2 separate regions of the Ovis aries genome follow, and region 2 is linked to region 1. A link is a contact called in public Hi-C data. All regions are on one chromosome and are shown on one strand. The core of a region is the stretch at or near the end of the contact, and the rest is flanking DNA. Distances in the headings are between cores, read along the strand shown.

Evidence for each region. A called contact is a pair of places that touch in the nucleus more often than the background predicts.
Region 2: a contact with region 1 is called in a Hi-C map of liver, with 2.1 times the contacts expected there. The contact joins two enhancer-like sites. A contact is called at or near these places in 6 of 16 Hi-C or Micro-C datasets (hypothalamus, liver, muscle and 3 more).

Annotation. Positions count from the first base shown.
Region 1 is chr13:37,488,198-37,491,393 of ARS-UI_Ramb_v3.0, reverse strand. All of the region lies in intron 5 of BFSP1 (beaded filament structural protein 1), which reads left to right. Among named protein-coding and RNA genes, the nearest start is that of BFSP1, 24 kb to the left of the region's middle. Within about 2 kb of position 1,588, at least 14 of the 54 cell types and tissues checked have an H3K27ac peak or open chromatin away from gene starts, as enhancers often do. A contact at or near this core is called in liver, where this site is marked.
Region 2 is chr13:37,570,469-37,573,664 of ARS-UI_Ramb_v3.0, reverse strand. It overlaps DSTN (destrin, actin depolymerizing factor), which reads right to left. Exons shown (of 4, transcript XM_015099645.3): 4 at 1,940-3,139. The coding sequence ends at 3,030. Among named protein-coding and RNA genes, the nearest start is that of DSTN, 26 kb to the right of the region's middle. Within about 2 kb of position 1,459, at least 22 of the 54 cell types and tissues checked have an H3K27ac peak or open chromatin away from gene starts, as enhancers often do. A contact at or near this core is called in liver, where this site is marked.

The sequences.
Region 1 (3,196 bases), core at 339-2,838:
TCTCTATCCCATCCCCACACACCACACACCCCTCACTCTGCAGTGACTCAGGGGCTTTGGAAAGCATATGGGGGCCTGCAGATGGTCCCCAGGGCAGAGACCCCAGCTGAAGAGACCCCTTAAAACTCGTCCTGCTCTGGTGACAAACTGTGGCTTGAGGACCAGACACGTTGATTTGGTGACTTGATGAGTATGTGGTTTTCTCTGAGGCTCTGAGAGGATGGAGGGAGGGTTTGAGTGTGTGTGTGTGTGTATGTGTGCACATGTGTGTATAATATATGTGAATATTTTTGTGTGTACGTGTGTACGCATATATGTGTGTATAAGTTGTATGTCTGTGTATGTGTGTGTGTGTATGTACGTATGTGTGTGTGTACATTTGTGTGTGTGACTAAGCATTTGGAGAAGTGCACACAAGCCCAGTCATGTTGGCGGAATTCTGTGTGCCTGTAGGAACAAGGATCCTGTTTCTTTACTACCAGTAGTCATTCCAGATGCTGCCCACTCTCCATCTTCAGGGACATTGACTCTTTCTCATGCATCTGCTCTCTTTGATTTCTGCTCTTGAGGGCTCATGTGATCAGGAATAATCTAGAATAATCTCCCTATTTTTTAAGCTCAACTGCTTAAGAACCTTGCTTACATCTGCAAAGTCCCTTTGCCAACTAACACCACAGAGTCTTGGGCAGAAGCTAAGGGGTAAAGGTCACCGGGGCCAAAAGTCTGCCTGATAAGCTCAAATTAAAACACACACATGTCTGGACCCACCCCAGAGTTTCTGACTCAGTAGGTCCGGGTTGTGGCCCAAGAACCTGCCTTTCTGAAGTTCAGGTGCTGCTTGCTAGCCCGGGAACCGCACTTGGAGGTCACTAATTTGGGCGGGGGAGGGGGGCGGTGAGAGTCCCATGCTGGGCCAGGATGTTCTACATCTGGGCCACTCATGTTCCCGGCCTGGGCCCTCCACAGCCTGATTCATGAGATGTTCACAGCTGGCTTTTTGCTAATTTTGAAATGTTGCCATGACTTTCGGATGGAGTAGCTAAGCTGTATGTTCCCAGGGAGACCAGTCAGCATAGCCCCTCAATGGGGCCAGGGCTGGGACTGGGGATGTGGTGGGGACGGTGTGGGGCAGCGCTCCTTGCAGCCTGAGGGCTTTGGCCAGCAGGGCTGTGGCAGCTGGCTCTTCCTATGGTTAGGGCATTCACAGGCTTGCCCCAGACCTGTGGAATTAGGGACTCTGGCGAGGGGCCAGCATCTCCTTCAACAAGCCCCCCAGGTGGCTCTGCCAGCTTTGAGAACACTGGTCTGCAGGTTGACCGCAACAGCACCCACGATTGGAGCTGGGGGCCCCTGCTTTTGAACGTGGACCACGCATGAGACCCCTGCACGTGGGCCATGCATGAGATGGTACTTATTCCAGGTGCCCGAGAAAGGACAGGCTCTCTAAATTCTCTAAGTTGTGTCAGATGAGTTTTTGTGACAGGAAGTGAAAACATGCAGATTTTTGCGAGTGTGTTGCCCAGACGTCATTTTTTGTGAAAGCCCCTTAGCACCATCTGGTGGCAGGTTTTGGTAAGATGGCATGTAATCTGGGAAGGACATGGTTTCTCTTTCCTTTTTGAAATGACCTTGGACCCAAAGGAGTCCAGGGGCCTGAGAGGACTGAGGCAAGAGGTAACCCCTCCAGACGGGGCTCACGTGAGGCGTAGCTCAGGATCCCTGAGGACCGTGTGTGCTAAGGCAGGCCCCACAACTGTGCTAGAACACTTGTCTTTCACTCAGATGTTTCTGGCGAGCCCCATGTGAGGTCCAGGAACACCAAGCAGAGCTTGGCTGGGCTCCTGCCTACAGTCAAGTGGGGAGATGAATATCAGCTGGTCGATCCAAATGGTCCAGGCAGAAATGCCCAGTTACCTGGCTCACAGTGAAGTTCAGGCTACCTCGAGGCCCATACCTGCCACCTGCCTCTGCCCCCTGTATCAGCTTGACTGCTGTTCTTGTAGTGACCCGGGGCTGTCAGTGGGCAACCCTCTGCTCCTCTCCTCTCCTGACCACCCCTGCAGACCTGGCGCCCGCCTCTCTGCTTCTCACGCCTCTCTCTGCAAGGCCCTTTGCTTCTGCAGCGCCCAGGACTGGCCTTACCTCCTCCTGGAAGCCTTCTGTGATGCCCCGCCCCCTGCACCTCCCCAGCACCTTGGACCTCTTCGTGGGTTCTGTGACACCCTGTGCTTGACCCTGTGGCCAACCTGGACTGTGGCTCCAGGAAGGAGGGTCTCTTTCTCTTACTGTCAGCCTGGTGCTAGATGGTGTCTGAAGCCCACATGGAAGTCAGTCCCCTCAGAGACATCTCGTTAGCCCCCTTTGAACTACCAAAAGGGGGGCTTTTATTATTTCTTTCTGAGCACCCCTCCTTCTGATGGAGGAGGTTTCAGTTATTGAGCTTTAACATGTGGGTGCTGCGGGCACAGCTCTTTCTTATTCACAAGGTAGAAGGGTGAGCTTTGATGAAAGTGTGTCCAGCTCTCATGTTCTCCTACCGCCCAGCCGACTCTGGGGTTGATGGACCCCAGCCACACTGGTCTGTGACCTGCAGGCTTTGTTCTCAGGACCGCTCCATGGAAATGGAGAGTCTTATGTGGGGATTCACCCACTCTGGATGGATTCTTGCCTCTGAGATTCAGGTCTAGAGGGGTCCTTTGAATCCCTTCATGGAAGCCATTTCTGGAGTGTGTGGATGCCGGTATGGTAAAGAGGGTGTGGCCACACCAGGAGTCAGAGGCTGTGCCTTGGCGTTTGATGTCCTAGGAGACTGTTTGAATGGAGACAGTTTTATTAAAATTTATTTATTTTTAATTGAAAGATAATTTATAGTATTGTGTTGGTTTCTGCCAAATATCGACGTGAATCAGCCATAGGTACACATATGTCCCCTCCCTCTTGAATCTCCTGGCCCCCTCCTACCCCATCCCATCCCTCTAGGTTGTCACAGCGTGCTGGTTTGAGCTCTGAAGTGAAGTCGCTTAGTCGTGTCTGACTCTTTGGGACCCCATGGACTGTAGCCTACCAGGCTCCTCCATCCATGGGATTTTCCAGGCAAGAGTACTGGAGTGGATTGCTATTTTGAGTCATACAGCAAATTCCCACTGGTGATCTACTTTACATATTATGGTAATATATATGTTTCCATGCTACTCTC
Region 2 (3,196 bases), core at 210-2,709, 82 kb before region 1:
AGACCCTGGGGGTGCCGAGCTGCTGCCTGTGGACTTCAGCATCCACGTCTGGGGATGGGCAGGTTGAGGGCCTCGGCCCAAGGGCCCAGCAGCCAGAGGCCTGGCAGCGGCAGCTCCCGGCCAGCAGGGGGAGCCTGTGGACCTTGCTGTCCAGGGGCCAGGTCCACCCTCAGGCCCAGGAAGATGGGGGAGGCGGGGGTAGATGGGGGCATGGAGAGGCAGCCACCTACCCCGGACCCCAGGTGACAGGAGAGCTGGAAGCTCTGAAAACATCTGCGTTCAAAGATTCCCAGGGTTGACCTGAAGCTCAGGGTCTCACCGCCCATTAGCAGCCCCTCTAGATCTGGAAGCCCCATTGCAGTTTTTTGGATCACCTCTGGTCACTTGCATGGGGGGGGGGGGGTGGTCAGTAAAACGCACAACCCCTGGGATGCCTGGCCTTCAGGCAGTAAAACCACCAGACACTCTCCACAAATGCCTAACAGGACTCAGAGCCCAAAAGAAGAGTTGTTTTCCTTCCTGCCTCAAATGGAACAAAATCTAACTCAGAATTCCAGATTTCACAAATAACTCACCAGGAGTGTGATGGGAGTAGCTTGGGGGGCGGGAGGGGCGGGCGGGAAGAGACCCGAGTGCTGTGTGAGCTTGGACAAGTTACCTTCCTGGACTGGCTGAGGCACTGGCTCAGTAAGTCCCCTTCCAATGCCCCTCCCCAACCATGTAGTGACCTTCCAGCCCCAGCCCAGCTGGAACTTGGTCTGGAGGTGGCTTCCACGTTTTGAAAATACCCCAAATCGTGACAAATCAACGTCTGTCCTCAGGCCCATTCAGGCTCTGAGTCCAAGGACAAGCTGGTAAAGAACGGAAGCCACACGTGCGCGTGGACCAGGCGTACTCTAAGGGGTGAAGGGCTCCAGGAAAGGAACCCACTCGACCAAGGCCCATCTTTCCGTGTTCATGGTTCACCGTGTTCATGGTTTTCTCCGAGATTAATATTCTCAGAATAACTAACTTCACAGCCCAGCTCTAAATGTCTGTTAGCTCTAAACGTCAGTGGTGGTATCTGCTGCCGCTTCCTCGGGGCAGAAGAGCAGTCATTCAATGAACCCTGAGTCAGCTTTCCACCCACTCTTCAGCAATGTGTGAACACCTGTAAAAGTGTAATACGTGCTGGAAGCAGAGAAAACCTGCAGTTTTATTCCTCACCAGGGTCAGCTGAGGTCTAAGGCTCTCATTTTGCAACAGAGTTACCTGTAGTGTTGGTGAGCGAGAATCTAGGGCCCCAACCTCAGGAATCCAGAAGCTCCCCGGCAGAAAGATAAGTGGCTGTTAGCATTTCCCAATTTCTGGAGCTGAGCGCCGGGAGCTATTTACATGTCACACCCCTGGGCACTGCGCGAAACCTTCCCCACAGCACCCCACACACACACCTGCACGGAGGCAGGTGCTCATACCAGTGGCTCCACACGTCACAAGGTGAAACCACCGAGAAGACGGTCTCCTCCTGAACCTCCTGGCTCTGCCTGCAAGGCTGACTCTTCACCAGGGCTGTCTGGGGCCTGCAGTGTTTCTTGGGCGCCTGTCAATATTGAGAGCACTGCTCTGCAGCAGAGAAATTCAGGATGAAAGAATGACAAGCAGCCTGTATGTAACCAGTAGCTAGCACTGTTTTCTAGACAATCTGGAAAGAAGTATTTTGATCAAAGCATAACCTTTTTTTGGCTCCCAAACAAGAGATTAACAGCCTGGCATTTAGATAAACATTTGGAATAAGAGAACAGCTTCCAAATATACACCAACCTTTTCATTCAATCAGAGGAGGAGGGAGCTGTGATCTTAACTGTAATTGTCTGAAACAGCCAAGCCTCCCCACCTAACCACACATGTGGAAGGCAAAATCCTTTATTCCCAAGTCACGCATGAATAATTACACAGGAGAGAAGTTACAAATGCTTCCTTTATTACATAAAGCCAGTACTGCTACTTCTAAATTCCACTGTTTGTGCATATCTAGGTTGTTCAGTGTTATGCCTGTGATGTGAAGGACAGTCACTTCTAGGGGTGCTCAGCGTGGCCTCCCGTGTTGTCCATCATACCTGCTCCCCACTGCATGTACAGCTGCAAGCTACTCTAGGAGAGGAAGAAGTTCTCCCGGGCCCTAGAGTAAAAAACATTCTTCCATATTTTATTATACCAGAAGCAACAGAGTTCTGAAGGAGACATAATTAACTAAAGACAGTACAGAGTCGCAGTCTGTCAATACATCACCCTCACCGTTTTCATTAACAAAGTGGGTTACGCTGGAGCCCAGATCTGCTTTACAATTTGCTGTTACAAGATGGTGCACACTCTCCTGAATCCAGGGTGCGAGGCCTCTCTCAGAACAGCCTCCTGACCAGACCTGTGAGTGAGCGGCCCCAGGCTCAGGAGCGGCTTCCTCTGCCAACTACGGGCTGCAACAGTGCAAGGCCAGCGCTGGTTTGAAGCCTACACCCTTCAAGGCGGTCTCCACCATGCATCCAGTAGAATCACCAAGTTAGTACTTCAGTGTTGTTACATGTTGTGAGGAGAACTACTTTCCATGATTCAATTTATCTCAAAGGAATAAAGACATTTGGGCCAAAATTACAACCAGATTATGACCAAATCTCTAAGCAAACAAGAAAAAAGTAAATACCTGCTGGGGTTAACAAAGATGCAGTAATTCTCTTCATGTGGCCTTCTACTGGTTTGTGAACTGCACTATTAAATATTAAAAATCATGAGCTTTAACAAAAATGTTTATAACAAGCCAACTCATCCAAACAGGCATTTGGCCAGTAAGAAGTTAATTTCACACCAATAAAGTTTTAGAGTGTAGATTTATTTAGGGCCATTTGCACATGTTCATAGAATAGTTTACCCCCACAAATGACAAGACAGCTCCCCTTCAGTGAGTCCCTAGCCTAAACATTATCTGCTTTACTTATATATAGCAAGAGGATAACATTAAACACGGAAGCTTTCGATTTGTGGCACCAGATGATGGTCTACACAGGGCATCCTTCAAAAGCTACAATTAGGGATCCACCTAGCTTTTCAGCAATACAAGCCCGATTGAGGTCTTCTGGCCCATTTGCTTGACATTCGTGTTTTATGCCTAGGGAGGAAAGAAAACAATTATGTTTAGTTATGGCAGCAGTTTACCTATTTCTTT